Regions from separate parts of the Mus musculus genome. Here region 2 is linked to region 1. A link is a contact called in public promoter capture Hi-C data. All regions are on one chromosome and are shown on one strand. Each heading gives the region's core, a stretch centred on a gene start, on an enhancer-like site or on the middle of the called end of the contact. The rest is flanking DNA. Distances are from core to core; before and after follow the strand shown.

Region 1 (6,813 bases), core at 269-2,768:
ATCATCTACCTGGTGGTAACCTCGTCCCCATCCCTTTCCCCTGAAGCTCACTTCTGTTTCCCTTCCAGGCCATTCCAAGGACTTATCCCAAAGCCTGGTAAGTGGTACTTCTGGGGGTTTGGGAGGTACTTGGTATTAGGGGTGGGGGTTTGTGCACAGTTCTGGAAATTCAAAACCTTCATGGGAGACACCTGCCTGGCTCAGGCGCAGGACCAGGGTACTACCCTGCTGTTCCTGCAACTCCCTTTGCGTCTGCCTCCGGTTGATGGAGAAAGGCTGCAGAATCCCTGGTCTTAAGACCCAGAGACCCCGTTGAGATAACATTGGAACCACGGGCTTCACCCAGTCAGTCCCATGACCTCCGGGAGACCTGGCTAACTCAGGAAATGGGGAAAATTGATGGCAAATGTATTTGAATGTTGTCATAGGGTACAGGGAGCTTGGTGGTAATATGTGAGGCATTGGGGAGCTAGGAAGATAACATAGTCTATAAAGTATTTGCTGTGCAAACAAGAGAACCTGAGTTTAATCCCAGGAACCCACATTTAAAAAAATCTGTGTAGGGGTGGATGGGATGGGGGGGGGGGAGAAAACACAGCTGTGCTTTGTGGTGCAGTTTGTAATCCTGTTTGGAGGAGGTGGAGCTTTGCAAATTGCTAGGGCTCACTGAGCAGCCTGCCTGGTCTATTCAGCAAGTTAGCTCCAGGTCAGTGAGAGACCATCTCAAATGAACAAAAGAAAAAAAGCTGAGCATAGTGGCCCACCTGGGAGGCAGAATTTGAGGTTTGCTTGTCTACAAAATGAATTCTAGGACAGCCTGGCGCTACACAGAGAAACATTGTTTCAAAAAACAAAAGCTAGAGAGCTCCTCTGGAATCCCCAGTGAAAGGCTGGTGAGTGGCTCAGTGGTAGAGCCCCTGCCTAGAATCCCCCAGTGAGGGGCTGGGGGCGTGGCTCAGTGGTAGAGCCCCTGCCTAGAATCCCCCAGTGAGGGGCTGGGGGCGTGGCTCAGTGGTAGAGCCCCTGCCTAGAATCCCCCAGGGAGGGGCTGGGGGTGTGGCTCAGTGGTAGAGCCCCTGCCTAGAATCCCCCAGTGAGGGGCTGGGGGCATGGCTAAATCAAGCTTGCTAAGATTTCGTGTATTTCACCAAGCCTGGTTTATGAGGTACTGGGGCTGGAACCAGGGCTTTATGCACTCTAGACAAGAACCTATCAAATCAAGTATATCCTTAGCCCCCAAGACCCCATCTTGAAAAAAAAAAGTAAACAAAACAAACAAAAGAAGCCCCTGGCCTCATTTTTACCTGCTGCAGCAGCTAACTGGGTGGACTCTAGGATCCTGGTGCCCACTGTGGAGAGAGCCCTGGGTGGGACCAGAGGCTGGACCAGAGCTGGCAGTCAGACCATGAGGGAAATGAGTACTTCCTCAGGAAGGAAGCTGGGGACAAGGCAGTACTTGTGAACACAGAGGGCTGCCTTTCCACCAATGAGAGATCCAGAAAGTCCCTTCTTTGGGACTGACCCTAGCTCAGCCTGTCTGCCCTCCACCCCAGCTCTTGAGTTAGTTTGTAAACATGGGCCTCTTGGACCCTGGCTGATGATAGCCTAAAGTCAGACCCTAGCCAGTTGCCACCCCTGACACAAGTGATTATCTAAGCTGATGTCACTGCTGGGTGCTTCTGCTCCTGTCCCTCTGGGGTCCAGGAAGTATGGCTAGACCTCCAGCCTCGGTAGGAACCCAGTATATAAGTCAGCCAATCCCCCTACAGCCCCCATGGCTCTCCCTGGCCTCCAAACGCACTCGTTTTGGGGACAGCGTCCTGATATGTATCCCAGACTGGCCTCAAATTTGTGGCCTTTCTGCCTCAGCTTCCAGAGCGTTGAAGTTACAGTAGTGGGCCACCACTCTGGGATCGGTTACCTTCTCCCAGGAGGAAACATAGACTCAAGAGAGTTGAAGGAAATTTCTCGAAGTCACAGAGCATTTGCCTAGCCTGGCTGAGATTTGAAAGGAAAAGACTTCCCTACTTGCAGGAGCTAAGTTGTACCTTAATGTGCTAAATCTGATTCTGCTGAGTGTCTCTCTGTCGCCCCCTCCTGACCACTAGGTGCAATGACATGGGTCCTATGGTCCTATCTGTAACCTCCCTTTTTTACAAATTCCCAGTTTAAACTGGTTTATTTACTTGATGGATAGGGTTTGATATTAGGATTTTTTACTTATGTTCGTTATGTTTTTTCTAGACAGGGTTTTTCTGTGTAACCCTGGCTTTCTTGGAACTTGTTCTGTTTACCAGGCTGGTCTTGAACTTATAGAGATCTGCTTGTCTCTGGCTCCAGAGTACTAGGATTAAAGTCATGAGCCACTAGCATCTGGTTTTAGAATTTTGAGTGAGTGTGTGCGTGAGTGGGGGGAGTGTGCCTCTGTGTGTGTGTATGTGTGTGTGTGTGTGTGTGTTTATGTACAGAGGCCAGAGAGCAACCCTAGATGTTGGTCCTGTGGAGCTGCCCTATTAAATGTATTATTATTTTTATTTTATTTTATTTTTTTAAAGATAGTATCTCTCACTGGCCTGAAGCTAGGCTGACCAACTAGTCCCAGGCATCCTTCTGTATCTGCCTCTCTGGTGATGGGATTACAATTTCACACTATCGTTCATAACTTTTAATCGAGGGGGTGGGGGAGAGGTAGGGAAAAGAATTGTTTGTGAGTGCAATTCCTTTAGAGACCAGAAGATGTCACCAGATCCCCTGCTGCTGGAGTTTCAGTTTTGAGCTGCCTGGCACAGGCCCTGAGAACTGAACTCAGGTCCTCTCAAAGAACAGTGAGCATTCTAAACCACTGAGCCATCTCTCCAGCCCTAAGCCTTGCTTTAAAAAAAAAAAAAGAATTACTACATAGTGTGTGTATGTGTGTGTGTGTGTGTATGTATACACCCAGGTCTTCAACCTTAGAGGCAGGAAGGTGTTTTTACCATCTGAGCTACTTGGCTGGCTTCAGGCCCTGCTTTTACAGAGGATGTGGGGCTCAGATCTTATGTTTCCAAGCTAAACACTTTACCCACTCAGCTTTTGTCTGTTGTGGTTATTGCTGCTGTGTTTTGGGGGGGGGGGGATTCTTTATCTGTTTGTTTCACCTGCACGTGTTTATGCGCACCATGTGTGCCTGGTGTCTGTGGAGGCCAGAGAACTAGAGATGTAGGTGGTTGTAAGCCACAATGAATGCTGGGAACCGAACCTTGTTCTTTTGCAAGAGCAACCATCGCTCTTGAACCACTGAGCCATCTCTCTACCCCCACCCCAAGCCCAGTTTCTTCTTTTTTAAAAAAATATTTATTTATCTATTTATGTATTTAATGTATTCGAGTACACTGTGGCTGTCTTCAGACACACCAGAAGAGGGCATCAGATCCCATTACAGATGATTAGAGCCACCATGTGGTTGCTGAGAATTGAACTCAGGGGCTCTGGAAAAACAGTCGGTACTCTTAACCTCTGAGCCCTTAATCTCTCCAGTCCCCCAGTTTCTTCCTTGAAAAAGAAAAAGGTTCTTTTTTGTGAAGTAGACCAGGCCAACCTGGAACTTGGTGGAGTTTAGCTGAGAATCATCTGGTTTTTTGTTTTTGGTTTGTTTTTGGTTTTTGGTTTGGTTTGGTTTGGTTTTTCGAGACAGGGTTTCTCTGTGTAGCCCTGGCTGTCCTAGAACTCACTTTGTAGACCAGGCTGGCCTCGAACTCAGAAATGTGCCTTCCTCTGCATCCCGAATGCTGGGACTAAAGGTGTGCGCCACCACGCCCGGCTGCTGAGAATCATCTTAAATTTAGGATCCCTTGTCTCCACCTCCTGGCGCTGGGATTTCGGATGTGTGTTATCTTCTGTCAAACTAGTCCACTCTTGTCTGAGGGTTTCTGTTGCTCTGATAAACACTATGATCAAAACCACCTTAGAGCAGGAAGGGGTTGTTTCAGCTTTTAATTCCTAGGTCACACTCCATCACTGAAGGAAGACAGGGCAGGAACCTGGAGGAACACTGGTTACTGCCCTTACAACCCCTACACACACACCCGCCCTGCTGGCTCAGCCTGCTTTTGAATACACCTCACAACTACCTGCTGGGCATGGCTCCACCCACAGTGGGGCTGGGCCCTCCCCCATCAATCACTAATTAAGAAAATGGCCACAGGTCTTCTGATGGAGGTGTTGTCTCATTTGAGTTAGTTTATGTCAAAGAAAGGTGATGGGACCAGGTGCAGTCCCTTGTGCCTGGAAGGTCCCTGTGGGGAAAGACTTGGGAACATAATCCCAGAGGAATCACTGGAACAATGTGGATGCTGAGGAAAGGGTTAATAAGTATTGTGGAGAGAGAAGAGGAAGGCAAGGCCTGAATGCACACATGAGCAGCGTGCACAGTTGAAATCCTCCAAAAATGAGTGCAAATTAGTCTCTGCAAGTTCACACAGTGGTGACCTGCAGGTGGGTGAAGTCGCTCTCTGCTGTGACAAGCCAGACTCGCATCTGGAGGCAAGGGTAGCTCTCTCAGCCTAGGGAGGTGACATTTGCCAGGCTGAGTGAAGAGACAGCCACAAACTGGACTTCCAGATCTTGTGTTTGTTTCATTTTGGTTGTTTGAAACAAAATGTCTCAGGTATCCCAGGCTGGCCTTGAACTCTTGACTCTCCAGCCTCCGCTCTACTTCCAAAGTGCTGGCTTTGTAAGTGTGCGCACCATGCCATTTTGTGCAGTGCTGGGGATGAAACCCAGGGCTTCATACATGCTAGGCAAGTGCTCTACCAATAGAATTACATCCCTAGCCAGCTTGAGTTCTTTATTTCTGTTTGTCTGTCTGTCTGTCTTTTGTTGTTTGTTTTTTCATTTGAGACAGAGTTTCTCTGTGTGTAACCCAGACTGTCACAGAACTTGATCTGTAGACCAGACTGGCTTTGAACTTAGAGATCCACCTGCCTCTGCCTCTCAAGTGCTGGGACTAAAGGGTGTGAGCCATCACCGCCCAGCTCTGGCTGTCTTTGACAATGTGTCACTAAGTAGCCCTTGAATTTACAATCTTCTAGCCTTGAATTTACAATCTTCCCCACCTGGTAACTAGGATCACAGAGCCATTCCACCAGGTTTGATGTGGTTTAAGTTTTATGTTCAGGGCTCAGAGCTTTGTCTTCCAAATGATGTCAGATTTGAATGTTCCAGTGGTAGCTATGGTGACCAGCTTCCACCTGGGGCAGGTGGCCTACAGAAAGTAAAGCTGGAGCCAAAAACAGAACTAGGAAGGTCTACAGAGGGCTGAGCCAGGGAGGCGGGAGGGGGGATTAAGATCTAGAAGGGGTGGGGTGGCTGATGAGGAAGGTGGTTTTAAAAAAAAAAAGTTTGAAAATAATCTGAAAGCCTGGGTCTGAGAAGCCTGGGGCAGGGGAGAAGCTTTGTACGTAGTGAGCTCCCTGTCACTAGAGGCATTCAAGCTGAGGTTAGGTAGTCACTTAGAAAAGAGAATATTCTTACGTGGCTTGCTGCAAAGGAGGATGGGAAGAACCGTCCCCACGGCACAATACCTGACAGAATCCTCCTCCCTCGGCTGCCCACTTATGACTTTCAAACAGCCAGTCATTCTCCCCTGCCAGATCTAATGATGTGCCTCTGCACTCCCAGCCTCTGGGAGTAGTTCAAGGCCAGCTTCCGCTACATAGTAAGTTTGAGGCTGGTCTGGGCTGTAAGAGACCTTGCCTCAAAACTGAATCCTAGGGACCTGAGAGATGGCTCAGAGGTGGCTCCCAGTTGCCCGTGACTCCAGTGCCAGAGGATCAGATGCCCACTTCTAGCCACCATAAGCTCCCACAGACACTTGGCACACACAGACACATATCAGGAGCCTCACTGATAATAGAGTACAGCTTCAGTGCACTGTCAGGGAAAAGTAGGGTCCCCACAGGTAGAGCAGAGCTGCCAGCTTCCTATGTGACCCCAGCAAGCCGGGTTCAGCTCTTTTGAGCATCAAGGCCAGACAGGTCTCAGCCAGAGGCCCAGAGGGCTGGCTGGTTCTGCAGCCTGGATTAGATCTTACAGCTGAAGATCTGGCAGGTCTTTGTGCTGGCTCCCTGCTGCCCAGAAACCTGAGCACCCCAGGGAGCTACAGCCACATTCCCAACAGCCCCAGTTTAATCTAGGACACCCCACAATCGCCTTCCCAGGTTAAGTTCAGTTTTTGAGAAACTGTTATGGCAAATGTTATGGCCCCACCCCCACCCCACCCGTGAGAATTCACTCCAATCATACAGAGAGCAAGGGGGAAAATATTAATTTCTTTAATAATATTGTATTCCCAAAGGGAAAGCATCCCAGGACAGACATCTCCGTGGCTTTATGGAGGCTAAGCTATCCTCGCGCTGTCTTTCACCTGCTTTTGTCTCGGAGTTGCTTTCAGGTTCCCACCCTTGAATTACACCTTGGGCAATTAGATGTGTTTTACAGAGACGGAAACTGCAATTTTTAGACATTTTGGAGCAAATGAGGAGGTTTACGGTGTAAAAATATTGTCACACTTACCTCAAGACAGATCACAGTAGCTAGCTAGCTGCTAAGCAAGGTCACCCTGCCTGCCCAGCAGAATCAGGCTTATCCTGGTGAGAGGCTCATGGCTAAGTCAACAGCTGTCAACCAGTGGTCCTGCAGCTAAATTTTACTTGTGTATATATATTTTTTTCTTTTAAATTTATTTATGTATTTATTTTAAATAAGAGAGTGTTCTGTCAGTAGATATGCCTACATGCCAGGTGAAATCACATCCCATTACTGATGGTTGTGAGC
Region 2 (5,956 bases), core at 3,137-5,636, 530 kb before region 1:
TGTGTGTGTGTGTGTGTGTGTGTGTGTGTGGTGTGTGTGTGTGTGTGTGTGTGTGTGGTGTGTGTGTGTGTATATGTGTGTGTGTGTGTGGTGTGTGTATATATGTGTGTGTGGGGTGTGTGTGTGTGTGTGTGTGTGTGTGTGTGTGTGGTGTGTGTGTGTGTGTGTGTGGTGTGTGTGTGGTGTGTGTGTGTGTGTGTGTGTGTGTGGTGTGTATTTGTGTGTGTCTAGATATGTGTGGTTGTGTGTCTTAATCTTCTATTGTTGTGACAAAACACCATGACCAAAAAGAACTGGGAAAGGAAAGGACTTATTTAGCGTATACTTCCACAGCATAGTCAAAGACAGTCAGGGCAGGAACTCAAACAGGACAGGAACCTGGAGGCAGGAACTGAGTCATTTCTCTCCTTCTGCCGCGGGGTTCCTAGACTTTGAACTTAAGGTTGTAAGGCAAGTGTCTTTAACTGCTAAGTCAAGGCTTCTCAACCCGTGGGTCGCAACCCCTTTGGTAAATTTCTATCTCCAGGAACATTTAAATTATGATTCATAATTACTTTGTAATTACAGTGTTAAAGTGGCAACAAGATTAGTTTTACGGTTGGGGGTCATCACAACACGAGGAACTGCATTAAAGGGTCACAGCATTTGGAAAGAGTTGAGTTTATTCAGGGATTTTTGTTTTAAACATCCAGGCTTAGGATTTCCATTGCTGTGAAAAGACACTATGACCATGGCAACTCTTATTTTTTAAAATATTAATTAGTTTATTATTTAGTGTATGTGAGTACACTGTCGATTTCTTCGGACCAGACGAGGGCATCGGATCCCATTGCAGACTGTTGTGCCCTGTGTCCCATTTTCCTTCTTCTGGTTTGTCTTCTCTTGCTTCCTGATCGTTTCCCCTCTGCCTGGGTCTCTTCCCCCCACTTAGCTTCCATCTCATCTTCCGGGTGGTCTAATGGTTGCCCACGCTGACCTCAGACTCAATGTGTAGTCAAGGATGACTTTGAACTCCCTGGCCTCTGCCCCTCTCTGCCTCTCTGCCTCCCTCTCTGCCTCTCTCTCTGCCTCCCGCCTCTGCCTCCTGCCTCTGCCTCGTCTCTGGAGCATGGGTAGGAATTACAAGCACGGGCCACTACATCTGGTTTATACAGGGCTGAGAGGACCAAACCCAGGGCTTTGTGCAGGCTGGGCCATCATTTTACCAACTGAGCTACATCCCTGGTCTAAATTTCAATCTCTCTCTCTCTTCAAAATCTTTCAAAAAGATCTATCTGTCTGTCTGTCTGTCTATTTATTATATGAGTACACTGTAGCTGTCTTCAGACACACCAGAAGAGAGCACCAGATCTCATTACAGATGGTTGTCAACCACTATATGGTTGCTGAGATTTGGACTCAGGACCTCTGGAAGAGCATTCAGTGCTCTTAACCACTGAGTCCAGAGACTGTTAGTTGATATTGTTTTTCCTATGGGGTTGCAATCCTCTTCAGCTCCTTTAGTCCTTCCCCTAACTTTTCCACTAGGGTCCCTGGGCTCAGTCCGATGGTTGGATGTTAGTATCTGCATCTGTACTGGCCAGGGTCTGGCAGAGCCTCTCAGGGAACGGCCATGCCAGGCTGCTGTCAGCAAGCACTTCTTGGCATCAGCAGTGAAGTTGGGGTTTGGTGTCTGTAGGTAGGATGGATCCCTAGGTGGGGCAGTCTCTGGATGGCCTTTCTTCAGTCTCTGCTCCATGTTTTTTGTTTGTTTGTTTTGTTTTTGTTGTTGTTGTTGTTCTGTTTTTGTCTTGTCTCTGCATTTCCTGTGAGCCTGGGTGTGTCAGAACTCCTAGGGGTCAAGCTGTAGCTGGGTGTGATTGGGGTGGGGAGTGTTGGAGCACAAGGTCCACTCCCGGGTGCAAGTGCAAACCAGGATTGTGTCCCTGGTTGGGTGGGAGTTCCTGAGTCCCCTGAGCCTGGCAAACATATATTAATGCTGTCACACTACAGGTAGCTCCTTGGAGCTTTCTCTTTTCACTTAATCTTGTTTTCCAGACTTTTCTACGTCAACCCGAACAGATTTCATTTATTCCAGCCAACCTTAAGTCATCCCTCAAAGGGAGTTTCCAATTTTATTTATCCATCTCTTTACTGATGGAAAGACCCGTCTGCAGCTCTGCACTTATCTTTACTCACGAGCAGACGTTTCCGTAAGGGGTCCTTTTGCCAATGGGGGTTGTGAAGTAGGATCAGTAGAAATTAGAGCAAATGTATGGAAGGTTGAATCTTCCAGCCCCCTCCCTGGGGGATTCTAGGCAGGAGCTCTACCACTGAGCCAACCATTCAGCTCTTGGTCTATTTCTAGTTTTAGTTGTCCATGTGTTCATGGGCAGCATTTGCATGATCATTTCCTGTATGGATCTTTAAGATCCTGCATCAGGCTCTGGGCTCTGCATAAATTTCAATTTGCCCTGTAAAGTCACTGGTGCACGATGTGCCCTGATTCTTTTGTTTTTTGCTAAGGAAGGGGAGATAGCATCTTGGTGTGTCTTTGATTCACATTTCCCCCTGACTACTAATGAGACTGGACTATGTTTGCACAAACCTCATGGCTCTTTTGGTTCCTTTTGTTAACTTTCTTTGCTTCTGTGCTTCATCAGGTCCTTTGTTTTAAAAAAAATTTTTAAGCTTCTCTTTCTTTTTCTTCCTCCCTCTTTCCCTCCCTCTCTCCCTTCCTTCTTTTCTTTTCTTCTTTCTTCCTGTGGTGTGAGTGCACACATGACAAGGGTCTTGCCTGTGGAGGCCAGAAGACAACTTGGGGCAATAGTTTCTACTTTTCCACCATGTGTGTTCTGGGGATGGGGCTAAACTGATCAGGGTTGGTGTTAAGTTCTTTAACCTCCACCTCTGATCTCTTTCTTTTCTTTTCTTGTTTTTCTTTTCTGTGTTGGACGTGGAACTCAGTCTTGCACCTGTTAGCCACGTACTTTACCACCTCCAAATTCCAGCAGAATCGATTCTCTCCTTATACTGTGTGTATCTCTGGTCTGGGGCCAAACTCAGGTCAACAGTCTTGACAGCAAGTGCTTTACCAACTGGCCAGGTATTTGATTTCTTTTCCTTTTCTTTCTTTTTGAGACAGGGTCGGTCTCTCTCTCTCTCTCTCAACCTCTCTCTCTCTCCCTCCCTCCCTCCCTCTCATTTTTTCAAGGCAAGGTTTCTCTGTGTAGCCCTGGCTGTCTTGGAACTCACTATGTAGACCAGGCTGGTTTTGAACCCAGAGATCCACCTGCCACTGCCTCCCGAGTATTAATGGCATGTGAACTTACATATAATAAATAAATAAATCTTTTTTTTTTAAATCCAGCTTTTTCCAAGCCACAGAAATTAAAAAAAAAAAAAGTCACGTTAAAAAACTGGAAATAGCAGGACGCGGGGCAGAAGACTCGGAAGTTTGCCTTAGAGACACGGAGAAATGGAGGCCAGGTGGGGTTGCATGGCTTGCAAAGCCCCGTTTTCAATCCCGAGTTCTGCACATATTAACAAGAGGGTTAAATAAAAGGAAGACTGTGAGTCTCATTATCTCCGGGTGGTTCCCTTCTTGTAACCCAGGCATTGACTGGAAATGCACAGGGAGCTCTCTCAGGTGTTTCCAGGAGGTTGTTACCAGGAAATCAGCCTTGCAAAATGAGAAACTTTATCCTGCCTGTCAAGCGCCCTGCTCGCCCCTGCGGTGTCTTCTGCCCTCACGCGACCGCATCGCGGTACTGCACCTGCTCGGAGCTCTTTTAGGTCTTGTTCTGGGGATGTGAGCACGCTTCTCCAGGGAGGAAAGCAGAATGGCGCCCCCTGGCGTGGTGCAAGGCAGCGTACACTGATTCCTTTGTACTCCCAGCTGGTCATCCCTGCTCCTCTGAATGGGGAAACTGCAAGACTGCACACTGGTTCTTCAGCCTGAAACTGATGGGGAGAGGGAAGGGACAGAGAAAGAGGCCTGGGGGGGGGGCGGTGAGGACAGAGGGGTCTCAGTTGAGGATGCTAAACTGAGGCTTCTCCTATGGCAACACTGCTACCCTTGCGGTCCAACTTGGAAAGTAAGGCCATAGAGAGCCCATCTCCTCCCTCCTTCATTTTGTTCTTCTTTCTCTACATCCCTATCTCCCTACCACTCAACCCCCACATCTGGCGGTAAACTAGGCGATTCTGAAATGGGCTCTGAGTTTTTTCCCGATAGTAGGTAGACAATTGATCCTAAGGCTAGACATCTGTGATGACCATGGAGCCAGACTTGACCTCAGAGGAGCAGGTAAAGGGAGCTATGGCAAAGGGTAGTGTGTCATGTGGCAACTGGGTCCCCATGGCAACTGGACCCCCACCCTGTGGCATCTGTGAGGTCACCCTGCCTCTCCTGGCTGGAGGAATGGGTGGAGGCCAGACATGGAGGCCGCTCCCCGGGTCAGATCTGGCCTTCTCAGAATTCTTCTGCGGGCTGGGAGGCTCTCTGCACTGGTAAGCAGGGTATGGAGAGGGGACCTGGAGAGATTCAGCCATTCCCAGCCACCAAGGAATAAACAGTCAAGTCCTGAGAGCCCCATCTCCCAAGTGCTGTGGCATAGCTGTCTATCCGCAATCTTGTTTCCTTCTCCTCCTCTCCCCCTTCCTTTCTCTTCTCTCTTCCGTGTGTATGTGTGTGTGTGTGTGTGTGTGTGTGTGTTTAAGATAAGGGTCTATTATGTAGCCCTGGTGTCCTGGTACTTTCTATGTAGACCAGGCTAACCTTGAACTCAGAGATTTGCCTGCCTCTGCCTCCCCTGTGCTGAGACTAAAGATGTACATTATTATTCCTAGCCCTTCATTTCTTTCCCTTAAAAAGATTATATATTTATGTCTATAAATAGTGTGTGTGTGTGTGTCCTCTCCTTCCACCATGTGGGTCCTGGGGATTGAACTCAGGCCGCAGGCTTGGCAGACAGTGCCTTTACCTGTTGAGCAATCTCATTGGCCTACATTCCCTTTCCTTTCCTCACCCCTGCCCTTCTCCCTCCCTGGCCTCCTCTCTTTCTTTCTCTCCTTTCTGTTTAGTGTGCATGTATGTGGGTGTGGGTATGATGTATATACATGTGTGTAAATGCCTGTGTGTGCACATAGAAGCCAGAGGAGGGTGCTCTCTCTTTCCCTCTCTTTCCCTTCTCCCTCCCTCCCCCCTCCCTCTCCCTTATTTCTTTGATTCTTGGAACTTGGAGTTGATACATTTGTTTATTCATTTTATTTTGTCCAGCAGCTTTGCAAGCCACAGATATCCTCCTGTCTTCAAAAATACCTTCAGTACTGAGGTTGCATGCATGCACTGGGCCACGTGTGTCCTGAGTCATACATGCACTGGGCCACGTGTGTCCTGAGTCATACATGCTGGGCCATGTGTGTCCTGAGCCATACATGCACTGGGCCACGTGTGTCCTGAGCCATACATGCACTGGGCCATGTGTGTCCTGAGGCATACATGCACTGGGCCATGTGTGTCCTGAGCCATACATGCACTGGGCCTTGTGTGTCCTGAGGCATACATGCACTGGGCCACGTGTGTCCTGAGGCATACATGCACTGGGCCATGTGTGTCCTGAGCCATACGTGCACTGGACCATGTGTGTCCTGAGGCATACATGCTGGGCCACGTGTGTCCTGAGGCATACATGCACTGGGCCATGTGTGTCCTGAGCCATACATGCACTGGGTAATGTGTGTCCTGAGGCATACATGCTGGGCCATGTGTGTCCTGAGGCATACATGCACTGGGTCATGTGTGTCCTGAGCCATACATGCACTGGGCCATGTGTGTCCTGAGCCATACATACACTGGGTCATGTGTGTCCTGAGGCATACATGCACTGGGCCATGTGTGTCCTGAGGCATACATGCACTGTGCCATGTGTGTCCTGAGGCATACATGCTGGGCCATGTGTGTCCTGAGCCATAC

What was found. Promoter capture Hi-C pulls out the DNA fragments that hold promoters and counts their contacts.
Region 2: a contact with region 1 is called in a promoter capture Hi-C map of liver, with 4 times the contacts expected there. The contact joins the promoter of Tmem270 here to the enhancer-like site in region 1. A contact is called at or near these places in 2 of 39 promoter capture datasets (hippocampal neurons and liver), 8 of 484 Hi-C or Micro-C datasets (B cells, cerebellum, cortical neurons and 4 more) and 1 of 115 datasets of contacts at active chromatin or transcription factors (embryonic stem cells).

The regions. Positions count from the first base shown.
Region 1 is chr5:134,369,391-134,376,203 of GRCm38.p6, reverse strand. It overlaps Gtf2ird1 (general transcription factor II I repeat domain-containing 1), which reads left to right. Exons shown (of 30, transcript NM_001081464.2): 22 at 69-97. Among named protein-coding and RNA genes, the nearest start is that of Gm46925, 24 kb to the right of the region's middle. Within about 2 kb of position 1,518, at least 60 of the 459 cell types and tissues checked have an H3K27ac peak or open chromatin away from gene starts, as enhancers often do. A contact at or near this core is called in liver, where this site is marked.
Region 2 is chr5:134,905,163-134,911,118 of GRCm38.p6, reverse strand. Tmem270 (transmembrane protein 270) reads left to right here and starts at 4,386. Exons shown (of 3, transcript NM_194065.3): 1 at 4,386-4,491. The coding sequence starts at 4,420.